Linked DNA regions of Oryctolagus cuniculus: region 2 is linked to region 1. A link is a contact called in public Micro-C data. All regions are on one chromosome and are shown on one strand. Each heading gives the region's core, a stretch centred on a gene start, on an enhancer-like site or on the middle of the called end of the contact. The rest is flanking DNA. Distances are from core to core; before and after follow the strand shown.

Region 1 (7,239 bases), core at 2,821-5,320:
GGGATCAATTAGAAAATGAAGATGAAGGGTGTGCATTTGATGCAATGGTTAAGACACCATTTGGGATGCCCACATGCTCTGTCAGAGTGCTTGGGTTTGGTCCTGGCTCTCCTTCCAATTCCAATTTCCTGTTAATGAGAACTCTGGGAAGCAGTGGGTGATGGCCAAAGTACTTGGGTCCCTGCTAACCACATGGGAGACCCTGACTGAGTTCCTGGCTCCCACCTATGGCATAGCTCAACTCTAGCTATTGCAAGCATTTGGAAAGTAAAACCAACAGATGGTAGTGTTTTCTCTCTCTCTCTCTCTCTCTCTCTCTGTGTGTGTGTGTGTTTACCCCTCCCTCAATACATAAATAAATAATTGTTTCAAGAGTCAAACTCTGCGATGTTTGCATACCAATGAGCTGGACTAAGGTCAATCAACAAAGCCATTACAACTTGCTTTGCTTTAGGAGATATAAAAACATAAACTATTATAGAAATAATCTCAAGGTATGTGATAAGCTACCCTAGTCAAAGGTATGAGACACTTTTGGGGCTGGTGTTGTGGTGTAGTGGGTAAAGCTACCACCTGTGACACTGGCATCCCATATGGGCACCGGTTCATGTACTTGCTGCTCCATTAAATGCCTGGGAAAGCAGCAGAAGATGACCCAAGTGCTTGTGCCCTTGCTACCCATGTGGTAGATCTAGGAAAAGCTCCTGGCTCCTGTCTTCCATCTGGCCCAGCCCTCGCCATTGCAGCCATTTGGGGAGTGAACCAGTAGGTGAAAAATTTCTGTCTCTCCCTTCCTCTCTCTCTGCCTTTCAAATAAAGAAAATAAATCTTTTTGTATTCTTTTTTTTTTTTTTTGGACAGGCAGAGTTAGACAGTGAGAGAGAAAGAGAGACAGAGAGAAAGGTCTTCCTTTTTCCATTGGTTCACCCCCCCAAGTGGCCACTATGGCCGGCGCGTTGCGATGCACTGATCCGAAGCCAGGAGCCAGGTGCTTCATCCTGGTCTCCCAAGCAGGTGCAGGGCCCAAGCACTTGGGCCATCCTCCACTGCCTTTCCAGGCCACAGCAGAGAGCTGGACTGGAAGAGGAGCAACCGGGACAGAGTCCGGCGCCCCCAACTGGGACTAGAACCCAGGGTGCTGGCGCTGCAGGTGGAGGATTAGCCTAGTGAGCCACGGCGCCGGCGAAAATAAATCTTAAAAAATATATGACACTTTTGTAAAAACCATAGGCCAAATTATAAATTATTCCAGTTTGAGACTAACCCAACATCTAATTATGAATGTCATTATACCACTAATAAATACCTGACATAATACATGCAATTTATTCTACCCTAATTGTGGTGGAATGAGAAGGCCATGCCAAGATGGCCGCTGGCAAGCTAGCATCACTTACTCAGGAATGGCTTTAGAAACAACCTGGGAAACCACCTGGCAATGGAGCCTGCCTGGCAACAGGCTGTGATTGGTTAGGGCATAAACTGCCCCTTGACCAGATTGGCTGCCTCAGCTATATAAGCTTCTGTACCAACTGAAATAAACAAGTCTGTGGGCTGCTTGCCTCTGGCCCACTTTCACCTGATTCCCGGTGTCTGTGTGGTGACTCCACGCCTCTTGCCCCCACCACGCTCCTCCTCTCAGAACGAATCCACAGCAACACCTAATAAATATGTTACAAAATGTACCCAGTGTATATGGGACAAAGATTAGCACTTAGTGTCCATATGACAGGTGAAATCAGAAATAAATATCATGACTTCAAAGAAAACAATAACTCACACCTTGATTTGTGCCTGAATCCTGGACCAGATCTGTCACTGAACCATTGTACAGCAGTTTTATTTTTTTTTTTTTCAGGATATCCCAGTTTATATTTTTTCATGAACAGCAATTAAGAAATATCTTTTAAAAAGATGAATAGAATGTAATATCAAATTATTTAGAGAAAATGTATCTCCTAGAACCAGTGTCCATATGGGATGCCGGCCTGCAGGCGGAGGATTAACCTAGTGCACCATGGCACCAGCCTTGTAACTAGCATTTTTAACAGATGAAGAATAGACTGATTTAGGATGGAATGGATGTAATTGAAGGGAAACATAGGAATAAAATGCAGAGTAAGTATTTTTTTAAGAAATCTTATATGGGGGCCTGCGCTGTGGCTTAGTGGGTAAAGCCATCACCTGCAGTGCTGGTATCCCATATGGGTGCCAGTTCTACTCCCAGCTGCTCTGCTCCAATTAGCTCCCTGCTAATGTGCCTGGAAAAGCAGTAGAAGATGGCCCCGGCCCAAGTACTTGGGCTCCTGCACCTGTGTGGAAGAAACAGAAGCTTCTGGCTCCTGGCTTCAGATGTGCCCTGCTCCAGCCCTTGTGGCCACTGAGGAGTGAACCAGTGGATGCAAGATTCTCTCTCTCTCTCTCTCTCTCTCTCTCTCTCTCTCTCTCCTCCTTCCTCTTGTGACAGGAGACTCAAAAGTTTAAATTGTCTACAAAATATAGCATGCCTGGGTGCTTACAGAACATAGGTTATTTTGCTTGGTTGTTTTAAAAGCAGGACCTGTTCTTCATAAAAATAAATGTTGGTTTGTAACTGACCTTTTTCTGGCTTCTGTATCTCTGCTTGTTTGATAACAGCCAAGGCCACCAGACTATGGTTCTTCCTGCCTTCTCCCAGCTGCAGCCACAGGATAACACAGGTGGCGCTAAGGTCAATGATGCCATGCCTGACCCCAAGCAGGGACCATTGAATCGTTACATTTTTCAAGGAACAAAGTTAGAAAGAAAGTGGCTAATTGGGGGATGGTGCTGTAGTGAAGCTGCTGCCTGCGGTGCTGGCATCCTATATGGGCACTGGTTCAAGACCTGGCTGCTCCACTTCCAATCCAGCTCTCTGCTATAGCCTGGGATGGCAGTAGAGGATGGCCCAATTACTTGGCCCTGCACCCATGGGGGAGACCTGGAGGAAGCACCTGGCTCCTGGCTTTGGATCTGCAAAGCTCCAGCTGTTAAGGCCATTTGGGAAGTGAACCAGCAGATGCAAGATATATCTCTCTCTCTCTCCTTCTATGTGTAACTCTTTCAAATAAATAAATAAACCGGTTTTTTTTTTTAAAGCAGCTGATTGGCTAACTGCTTCTCATTTCTGTATGCCTGTTTTCTGCTTGTACAAGCCAGCACACATGATTAAATGACTGATAAGGGGACCAGCGCTGTGGCGTGACAGGTTAACGCCCTGACCTGAAGCACCAGCATCCCATATGGGTGCTGGCTACTCCACTTCCCATCCAGCTCTCTGCTATGGCCCGGGAAAGCAGTAGAAGATGGCTCAAGTCCTTGGGCCCCTGCACCCATGTGGGAGACCAGAAAGAAGCTCCTGGCTCCTGCCTTCAGATCGGCACAGCTCTGGAGGTTGCAGCCAATTGGGGAGTGAACCAGCAGATGGAAGACCTCTCTCTCTCTCTCTCTCTCTCTCTCTCTCTCTGCCTCTCCTCTCTCTGTGTAATTCTGACTTTCAAATAATAAATAAATCTTTAAAAAATTACTGATAAGAAGAGATTTTGCCTTTAATAACCTCCTGCCATTGGAACACAGGGCTGTCTTCTCCAGACTTGCTCTGTGAGAAGGCAGTTGCCAGCTGGCTAATAAGGACTCCTCATTTGACCTCAAAAGTCTCACTGTGTTTTTAATCTGTACGCCTCACAACACTCTGTGTAGCTCTGCCTTTCAAGTAATCAATCTTGAAAAAAAAAAAAAAGAAAGAAAGAATGTTATGTGTGAATATACTAAGTGACATGGAACCGTGTTTCTAAGACGCATGGTCAAACAACCTCCATGTATTACATTTAGCTTTTATTCAATTTCTCAAATAGTCCAGGAATCAAACGGGATCGGAAAAACGGAGACTCCTTAAAGCCAGCTTTATCTCATTTCTTCAACGTTGTTCTAATAAGCAGCCCGTTTGATGAGCCTCCACTCCCCCAGGGGGCGCAACGCAGGATCCGGTCGCCAAGGTTAGCACAGTGCACGCTCCCGGGTCCGTTTCCTCCCCGGAAGCATTTCCGCTCCGCCGGCTCGAGTCTTCCTGTGACGCACATCCGGTGAGCCGAACTGCGCACGTGCGGCCAGGAAGGAAGTAAGGCCAACTGGGGAGCTGCGCGGCGGCGCTGCTGTGGAGGCGCGTCTCCGGCAACATGTCTCACCTGCCGATGAAACTGCTGCGTAAGAAGATCGAGAAGCGGAACCTCAAGTTGCGGCAGCGAAACCTCAAACTCCAGGGTGAGATGCGCTGGGTGCTTCGGAGGCCGCGCAGCGGCGCTGTTCGGGAGTCCCACCGCCTCCCGTGGGCGCGGGCTGCCTCCCCCCGGGGCACGTGCGCCCGAGTCTGGGGCTGCTGCCCGCGAGTCGCTCCCGGCCTCACGACCACCGCTTTTTCTGAGCATCAGCTTCTCTGTCCAGGGCCTCGGGGTTCCCTGCCAGGCGTCCCGCGGAGCTTCCGCCCGATTTTGTTATTCCCTCCGGTTTTGCCCGCCTCTCCACTTGGCCCAGTCAGACGCGTGGGACACCGGCCACCTCCGCAGAAGCCCGTGTCGGGTCTCGCAGTGTCTTTCTCTGCCAGCCACGTCCTCGTTCTTCAGCTTGAAAACTCTACCCTCTCGCAAAACCTCTGACGCCCTCTCTGTATTCCTGTCGCTCCCGACTTTAGGTTACGAGTTCCGAAGACAACTTTTGTGTATGTGTGTGTGATAAATGTTGACAAATAAGTGATTTCATCAGCTGAGTTTTCACTGCTATCTAGAGGCGTGGGGTTGAATGTTTTAAAGTTATGTGAGAATTAGTTATGTGAATAAGATGTGAGTGTCTTTGATTTTTCCATTACTCAAATACTTCCTATTTATCAAATACTTCCTATTAAAGTAACTGTCATCGTCTGACTCCATCTGTTTAAAGCTTTGACCTCACAGGAGATTTCTTGCCCCAGACTTTACTTAAAGATAGGGATAGGATAATTGAAGAAGCTAATGTAACTTTCCCTTTTACGGCATTTTTCCTTAAAGGGAATTTTTCCTCCAGTAGAATACCGAAACAATTGCTGTTGGCTCTAACAACGCATATGAAGGGAGACAACACTAAGTAATTTGAGTCATTGAAGTCATAGACTTTCTTGGGTGGGATCCCAGTGTTCCCAAGTAAGCCCCTTTGGCATCACAAATTGTGTTTTGTCTAAAGCAAGGGTCTCAGATGTGAGCCTGTCAGAAACCCAGAATGGAGACGTGCCTGAAGCAGCAGTGGCAGGTGGGAAAGTGAAGAAGTCCCTGAAACACGCCACGAGTGTGAGCCTGTCAGAACCCCAGAATGGAGACGTGCCTGACGCAGCAGTGGCAGGTGGGAAAGCGAAGAAGTCCCTGAAACGTGCCACGAGTGTGGGCCCGTCAGAACCCCAGAATGGAGACGTGCCTGACACAGCAGTGGCAGGTGGGAAAGCGAAGAAGTCCCTGAAACGTGCCACGAGTATGGGCCTGTCAGAACCCCAGAATGGAGACGTGCCTGAAGCAGCAGTGGCAGGTGGGAAAGCTAAGAAGTCCCTGAAACACACCATGAGTGTGGGCCTGTCAGAAACACAGAATAGAGCCTTGACTAAAGAAACAGTGAAGAAAGTAAAAGTTAAAAAATCCCCCCAGAAATCTGCTGTGTTAACCAATGGAGAAGCAGCAACAGAGTCGCCCGATCCAGAATCTAAAAAGAAGAAGAAGAAGAAAAAGAGAAAACTGGTGAATGATGCTGGCCCTGGTAGGTTCTTCATGGACTTTGAATTCAGCCATTCAGTTTCTCACAGTTCTAACTTCCCACTGTTTTTCCTGTGTGTGTGCACTTGTAGAAATCCCCTTTACTCGCAAGTATACCAGATACTAGCCTGGTAGCTGAAAGAAACATTTTGTTGCTTCATGAGGCGGGTGTATATATTTTTTTTTAAGTTTTCTCAAAATACTGAATAATATGCTATGTTTTTACATTCTGTAACCTTGAAGAAAATCTCAGTCTTAGGTAAGAATGTAATATTTTAGGCTTTCTTGTTTGCCAGCACCATTACAGAATCCAACAGTAAAGAAATCTGGGCTGGTAGTGGAATCTGTCTTCCCAGGTCTGTCTGTCTGTCTGTATTTATTTATTTGAAAGAAGGGAGAGAGATCTTCCATCCACTGGCTCACCCCCAGGTGGCCACAGTGGCCTTGATCCAGATCTCCCACGGGATGCAGGGGCGCAGACACTTGGGCCATCTTCCACTGCTTTTCCTAGGCCATTAGCAAGGAGCTGGATCAGAAGTGGAGCAGCTAGGACACAGACCTGCTCCCATATGGGAGGCAGCATTGCAGGCAGTGTCATTACATGCTGCACGAGAGTGCCAACCCTAGAATTGGAGATTTTAATTGAGATGTGGATAGGTAGAGATGTCAGGTAAGAAAGGATGGGTTAGCCAACTTTGGCCTTTCCAGTTGTTTGAATAAAGCTTTGTTGGATCACAGTAATGCCCATTTGTTTATTTGGTCTTTATTGCAGCAAAAAAAAAAAAAAAAAAAAAAAAAACCATGGCCGGCAAAGCCTAAAATATTTACTATTAGCCCTTTATAGACAGTTTGTGTATTCCTTAGTTAGGGCCTGCTATTAACGTGTCAGATGCTAAGGTTTCCATCCTTTAGGATTCTGTTATGAGTCTTCCCAGGGAAGTAGCATTACTTTTACTCTCAAGCACCGAGTCCCAGGGCTGGGAATTTTAACCTTCTGGACAAACCTACCTTAAGAACTGAGTTAAGGAAAATGAAAATGACAAGCCATGGAAAGCAATTGAGGATTTCTCCATGGCTTTTGAACATAAGAATTTTAAGAATTCACCATTTCTGGAGTTGGTGTTGTGGTGCAGCAGGTTAAGCTGTTGCCTGCAACACCAGCATCCCATATGGGCACTGGTTCATGTCCCAGCTGCTCCTATAACTTAGATGAAGCTACTGGCTTTGGGCTGTCCCAGCCCCAGCCAGTGTAGCCATTTGGGGAGTGGAACAAGTGGACGGAAGATCTCTCACTCTACTTTCTCTCTAACTCTACCTAGTAAATAATTGAATAAATAAATCTTTAAAAAGAGTTCACCATTTCCCAGAGGGTTGACATTCAAGGAACTGGAAGAGGCCAGTCCTGGCTACCCAGAGTCCTCAGTTCCAGTCTGGGTCACTTCTGTTAAAACTA
Region 2 (7,239 bases), core at 2,591-5,090, 240 kb after region 1:
AATTTTCAAATTTCCTGACTATTCCCTCACTCAACAATGCCTTCCTTTACCATGCATCTCATATTTATCCTCCCCTTCCTTTTATTCACACTTCATGTCATGACTATCGCAACTGCTCCCAATCTTTCTTCCCTATTAATCTCTTTTTCACTCCCTCCTAAAGTTTTCATGTGATCCCTCTTTCGTGCACTGCCCAGTCCTCATCATCACTGCATCACACACTATCTTTAAAATTTGTTTGAAATTCCAATCTTTGACTGACACCTATCTTTTCAGCTTTATCCTTTAATCTCTTCCCAAAGCATTCCAGACATAGTTTTGACCAATCTAGACAATCAGCACTCATTCCTGTTTCTTCACTGTTCATACATTCCCTTCTTTTCTCTAACCATCCAGAAAGCACCTTCAAATTCTAGTTCCAATTCGACGTCATCCCTTACAAATCCTGGCTAAATTGGCCAATCCTCTACATCTCTCTTTTATTTATAGTTCATGCCATTCATACAGTTAAGTATCACCTCTTCTGAGTGAAGTCTGTTATTATGTACCTGATGGCCTTTCCAACTGGATTATTAGCTGGTCCAAGAGCGGTACTCTATTTATTATACATCTGTGTTTGTTCCTCTGTACCGAAACAGCATTTGGCTCAAAGGATACACTTATTAAATATGTAATGGTACATTCAATCATTAAGTGAAGTGCACCACCTAACCTAGTCCATGACTTCACAAAATGTTCTCATAATCATGACACTGATGATGAAAATGCAAGTTTACTTTGCAGTATAAACTGCCAGGAAAGGGAGGACACATATTAACATGAATTCAGTTGAACATGGAATCATTAAACTGATTGGGATGGACTGGGTAGGGGGCAGGCGCAGCAGGTGATAGCCTTACACAACTGCTTATTTTTCTTCTCTCTCTCTCTCTGTCTCTCTCTCTCTCTCTCAAATGACCTTGGTCTAGCCTACCAAAAACTGTAAAGACTAGCATTCTCTAGTTCTTACTAGACATACAAAAATAAGGTAATTATTTACACCTTCTCTTCCTTCTGCAAAATATCTGGGTTAAGAAACATCTACAAGTGAGGAGACTCAAAAAGATAAAAAGCAGGCCGGCGCCGTGGCTTACTAGGCTAATCCTCCGCCTTGCGGCGCCAGCACACCGGGTTCTAGTCCCGGTCGGGGTGCCGGATTCTGTCCCGGTTGCCCCTCTTCCAGGCCAGCTCTCTGCTGTGGCCAGGGAGTGCAGTGGAGGATGGCCCAAGTACTTGGGCCCTGCACCCCATGGGAGACCAGGATAAGTACCTGGCTCCTACCATTGGATCAGCGTGGTGCGCCGGCCGCAGCATGCTGGCCACGGCGGCCATTGGAGGGTGAACCAACGGCAAAGGAAGACCTTTCTCTCTGTCTCTCTCTCTCTCTCTCTCACTGTCCACTCTGCCTGTCAAAAAAAAAAAAAAAAGGCAGTTACAGTTTGTGAAGACAGAGAAGAAAAAGAAGATAAAACTATCTTAAACTCCTGAGATGTAAAACAGGAATGCTTTATTTATTCAATCATCATTTATCTAGAAAACACTGCCACGAAGAGGACAATGCATCACAGGAGGCCCCTCCCTGCCTTGACACCTATCTAATGAGCAGCCCCAGCCCAGCTCAGCAGATGATTAGCCCATGCTTCTTTTCCACTATGACCACAATGGAGAAGTGTACTTCTGCAATACAACTTTTGAAACAACTTTTTGGCACAATATTGTAAACGGGGATGTTTGACTGCAAATTCACTTTGCAGATCAACACTGGAAAAAAAAAAAATGGAAAAGCATCACTGGCTAATACACAGGGAATGGGAGAAGACACTCTCTTGAAGCCATAAAAAACCACCAGGCTGATTAACACATTGCTGTTAAAACTAAATTTCTAATAAAGATGAATGACTGTGAACTCTTAAACCAGGCCCAATAAATTTTCAACTGCTGTGCACCGTAGTTCATGAAAGTTGAAAGGCTAGACTAAGTCTAGCTATCTTACTTACAGCACAGATCTTCAAAATTTCGTGGAAAATGTGCATTATGGAAGAACACTATGCATTGATTTCAAACGTTTTTGCACCAAAGTAAACTTTCCACAAACTTTTTCAAGGTTCCTTCCTACATACAGTAAATGGTCAAAAATACTGAATTAAGTTAAATGGACTAGTGCTGACAACTTAATTATATTAACCTTCACCTCCTCCTAATTGCCAGGAGCTGTGTGTCTTAGACTTTTGGAAAACAAATCAGACCCAGCCTTCTGGCAGTCAGTGAAGGGTTAAACCAAGGGTACACAGGATCAGACTGCTTTTTATTTTATGAACTCTCCTACTGTTAGTCCTGTGGAACATTGAGTTGGAAGATTTAGCTAGGACCTAGGAGAGACTAGAAAGGAGACTACAGCAAAAGGCCAGGTGAAAATCTGATGAAGAACTTAGAATAAAGTAGCAGCAAAAAAAAAAAAAAAAAAAAAAAAAAAAAAAAAAAAAAAAAAAAAAAAAACCTGCAAATACTCCAGTATGGATTCTATGCTTCACGACTCAGAGTCCCATCAAACAACGTGCAATGGAAGGTTTCCTTAACGCATCACACTGAAAGGTTTTCTAAGACAATCACAAAACGGACTTGCATTCTGGCAACACACACCGCTGGATCTAGCCTTCCATGCTTCTAGGCATAGAACAGTGACTCCTCAATTAATGGGTCCCCTTTTCCTCGTGGGATGACAGATCTTAGGATCTGGGAGGGGCGCAGAGAAAAGTGTGATGGGACCACTCAGCGCGTCAAGCCATCAGTCACCCTGCCAAATGCCTGCTTCAGAACCTTAGGGAGGGGACAGACGTGCAGCGTGGATTCCGATACTCCCCAGAATCTAAGTAACCGAGACAAAGCTTTTGAGTAAATCAACCAGAAGGGAAGGCAGATGCAAACCCCCCAGCTGAGTGATATTTGCAGTCCAAGGAAAATAAGTGTACTTTCAAAACCTTTATCTCCAGCCAACGTGGAAATCCGGAAACCACTGAGATCCCGTTCCTAGGACCAAGACAGCACTTAAGAGCACACACACCTCTGGAAAGGCGCCCGCTATCTTCTGGGGAGGCAGCAGCGTTTCCGCCCGGGGCGCCGTCCCCACCCCACACACCGCAGCGCGCTGACCCAGCTGGACACAGCCGCTGTGCGCGCACGGCCCCAAAACTTGGTCCCGCCACCGCGGTCGGAGTCAATTCAGGGAGCACCGGGTCACCCGCTCTCCCACACCGCAACAAACAGGCACAGCAGGGCGGCCGGCGCTGGCGCCGGGACCCCAGAGGAGGTAGCAGAGCCCCCAAGGTCACCGCCCTCTGCCCAAGCCTACCCAGGACGGTCCCGGCGCGCGCGTCTCGTGACTCCGGCGCGCAGCAGCCTCGGCCCTCGGGACTCAACCCGCGGCGCCGAGGGCCGGGGAAGACAGCCAGGGACAGCCGGAGGGGTGGGAACCCGGCACCCCGCGGAGTGCAGGGCCGTGTCAGGGCAGGTGTCGGGCTGGGAAGGCCACCTCCGCCCCTCACGAGACCCCGGAGCGGCTGAAGTTTGCCCCCACCCACCCGCACGGGGCCGAGCTCACCCCGCTCGGCGGACCGGGCCGGTGCTGCCCCGCGGTGGACACACCAGAGGAAGGGGGCGGGGCGCCCCGAACGCTACCCTGGTCCTTGTGTGTCCGCAGCCTCGCGGGCTCCCCAGTTAACCTCAGAAACCCCGACACGTCAAGGAGCCGGGGGGTCCTTACCTCCGGAAGACCCTGGCCCTCTGGCCCCTTGGGCAGCCCCATGATCCGGCCAGGCTGTCGTGTGGCGGCAGCGTGGCCCACAAGGAGCCCGAAGGAAGCTGTCTCTGCCGCGAAGCTGCTACCGGGGTGGAGTGCAAAGCGGAAACTTCCTCTGTCGCCGCGGCCGCCGCCGCCGCCGCCGCCACAGCCGGCCGGGAGCGCCGCGGCCCGGCGGAGCATGCGCGCTGGGGAGGGAGCGCGGCGCCACTGCGCCTGCGCGAGGGCAGCTGGGGGCGAAGCTGGGCCGGGCGGGGACTGAGAATACCTGTCCAGCCAGGCCGCGGGCCGGCGTTGTGCCAGGGTATCGCGCCAAGGCTCTGAGTAGTTCTCCCAGGCGCTTCACGAAAGGGGCTATTTCTGCGTCCTGGGGACATTTTGCATTCCAGGTCCAGGCTTCTTCGCAAGCAACACAGAAGTGCCCCTTGCTCCCGGGTCAGAGTCCGATCCCCGAGTAGCTCGGGAATTCGGAATGCAGGCCTGCCTGCAGCCCAGACTCACAGGCACTCCTCGGTGTGCGGGCTGGAGAATTCCGAAGGGATTCTCCAGGACTGCTCTCCTCCCCAGCGTGATCCTGTTTCCGGGGAACCTGGCTTGGGATAATGCCGCGCACCCCGCTGCATGCCGGGTTTCTGAGTTTCCCTGGGGAAGGACATCTCCAAGAACACAAACTCCGGTGTTTGCGGGATTTCAGCGGCCTCATTACTTACATGATGTATCCCTAGCCGGTCCCAACTGTGAGTGAAAGCTGTATCAAAAGATTCTCTTTGGCCACATGACCCCCTACACCTGCTGCCTAATGGCTTCCACCTTTTTTGTCTTAAAGGGATAAAGACAGGTGATTGACATGAAAACTTTTGCGGAGAAACAGCTTCTTTCCTCTGTGTGAGCTCCTTGGGCTCAAAAAGGTTTTCTGTTTTGAGTTTCCTCCCTTTTGAAAGCTGATTCTCTTAACATCTTAAAAAGTAGGTGTTGGGTAAATTTTTGTCCTTCAAGAAATTCCTCGCAATTTTTGTACTCCTTCTGGAGTTTATCTTGGTAAGTAGGTAGAGGACCCAAAGAATGCCATGTCATTCTTACATGTAGCTAGTAAGTATTACAAAAAGCTGTGTGCCACTCCACCTCTCCCGCCCCAGGCCCCAGTAATTTGATAAATTATTATACAACTTAAGGTGTTGTGATAGGAACCCTCCTCTTCCTGTTGCTTGACATCTTGCTCTCAAGCATTGTAAATCCAACAAAACTCAGTTTGTAAGGCACTTATTCTCATACTTCCCACATGTGTTATTTTTGTAGTTGTAAGCCTTCCCTGGAATGGTGTAGGTTGAGAAGGCACGGAGGCTAATAATCGTTTGTGTCCTCTGTTTGCTGGCTGATGTCTAGCAAAATCAAAAAACATGTCTAAATTGCTATAAAGCAGCCAGAGATTAAGACCTGGAGAAGTAGGACTTCTCAGTTGGTTACACCCTACAGGTCCCCTGTTGTAAATAAACAGGAGCAGGCAACTTTCCTAGTAAGCTGTCCTATTTTATGTCTGGGTAGAGTGACAATATCATTGGGTTGACAGCATTTTTTGTTGTTGTTGTTTGTTACTTTTTTAAAAAAGGATTTATTTATTCATCTGCAAGTCAGAGTTACACAGAGAGAGGAGAGGCAGAGAGAGAGAGAGAGAGCGAGAGAGCGCGCGAACGAGATCTTCCATCCGCTGGTTCACTCCACAGTTGTCCACAACGGCCGGAGCTGCGATGATCCGAAGCCAGGAGCCTCTTCTGGGTCTCCTACGTGGGTGCAGGGGCCCGAGGACTTGGGCCATCTTCTACTGCTTTCCCAGGCCATAGCAGAAAACTGGATCAGAAGTGGAGCAGCCGGGTCTCAAACCGGCGCCCATATGGGATGCTAGTGCTTCAGGCCAGGGCATTAACCCATTGTGCCACAGTGCTGGCTGTTATTTATTTATTAAAGATTTATTTGAAAGGCAGAGTTACAGAGAGGAGGAGAGAGAGATCTTCTATCTGTTGGTTCACCTCCAATGGCCACCATGGCCAAGGCTGGACCAGGCTGAAGCCAGGAGCCTGGGGCTTCTTCTGGGTCTTCCAGATGGGTGTAGGGTCCCAAGGACTTGGGCCATCCTCTGATGCTTTCCTAGGCACATTAACAGGGAGCTAGGTTAACAGTGGAATAGCCAGGACACAAACTGGTGCCCACATGGGAGGCTGGCATTGCAGGCAGCAGCTTAACCTGTTACACCACAATGCCGGCCCCAATTAATTAATTTATTTATTTATTTTGTTGTTGTTGTTAAAGGATCTCAGTAAATAACCATAAGAGCAGTCAAGAAAGCTTGAGCAGCACATATTGGAGAGGGGAATTGCCTACCCAGCCTTGTTCAAGGCAGCCCTTGAATAGTGACAGTGAAGGAGATTAGTGCTCACTCTTTCAGATACATGCATCCTTGTCTCTGCAGTGGGATATTTGAGGATCAGGAATAGGTGGTTGTGTCCCTGCTATGCACATCCTCTGTAGAGCTGCATGATCTTGTTCTAGTTGAAAGATTCTTCATCTCTCACTCTGGTGCCCTTTGAGAAGGGACCTAAATCCCCAGGAGGCTCCCTGGGAAGACTCAGGGGAAAGCATGCCCGATAGAAGGCATATCTGAGGTGTTCCAGACGGCTCCGCTTTGCCCTCCAGACCTGCTGTCAGCGTGGTCTCCTTGGGTGCTACTGTGTAAGGCTGACCAATTAGGGCTTCATCTGCAGAGCCAAAAGTGTGATAGGTGTTTGGGTCCTGGGATTTGAAGATCTGAGTGGAGGGGTCTAGGGAGTAAAATTTCAGTCAAAATTCAGAAAAATAGAAGATAACTTCAAAATGTTCATGGAAAATGGAATTAAAAGGGAATTTCATTTCAGTACAAATAAATTTACAAGTCCATGCCCAAGAGGAGCTTGTAAAAAAGTTCAAGGAAAATGTGTGTTATGAAAAAAACTAATCATGAATTTCAAAATCTTTCGTACTGAAAGAAACTTCTTTTTTAATTCCATTTTTTATGAACTTTTTAAAGTACTCTGATACATCAAGAGCTTCAAAAATATCTTTGGTCATGATACTTTCCATTTTTAGGGTTTAAGTTCAAAGAACTTCCTCACAATTTTATGAGAGAAAAACTGGAAACCCATGTAAGTAGCCCATAAGAAGGAAGTGGTGAAATAACATTAGAGTAAGTTTCATTTGGTGCAACACTGTGCCATCAGTAAAAATATGTGCTACAGCAGGCCATGAAAGAAAAGGGTGCAAAATGAGACCATATAAACAAGGAATCATTAAAACATTTAAGAGGGAAACAGCAGGCCATGAAAGAAAAGGGTGCAAAATGAGACCATATAAACAAGGAATCATTAAAACATTTA

What was found. A called contact is a pair of places that touch in the nucleus more often than the background predicts.
Region 2: a contact with region 1 is called in a Micro-C map of ear pinna, with 4 times the contacts expected there. The contact joins the promoter of CCDC93 here to the promoter of DDX18 in region 1. A contact is called at or near these places in 4 of 6 Hi-C or Micro-C datasets (ear pinna, psoas muscle, skin fibroblasts and 1 more).

Annotation. Positions count from the first base shown.
Region 1 is chr3:115,659,794-115,667,032 of mOryCun1.1, forward strand. DDX18 (DEAD-box helicase 18) reads left to right here and starts at 4,071. Exons shown (of 13, transcript XM_070071558.1): 1 at 4,071-4,278; 2 at 5,230-5,790. The coding sequence starts at 4,194.
Region 2 is chr3:115,904,102-115,911,340 of mOryCun1.1, forward strand. CCDC93 (coiled-coil domain containing 93) reads right to left here and starts at 3,841. Exons shown (of 24, transcript NM_001171023.1): 1 at 3,800-3,841. The coding sequence starts at 3,841. It overlaps LOC103348741 (a long non-coding RNA gene), which reads right to left. Exons shown (of 6, transcript XR_011387325.1): 6 at 5,840-5,977.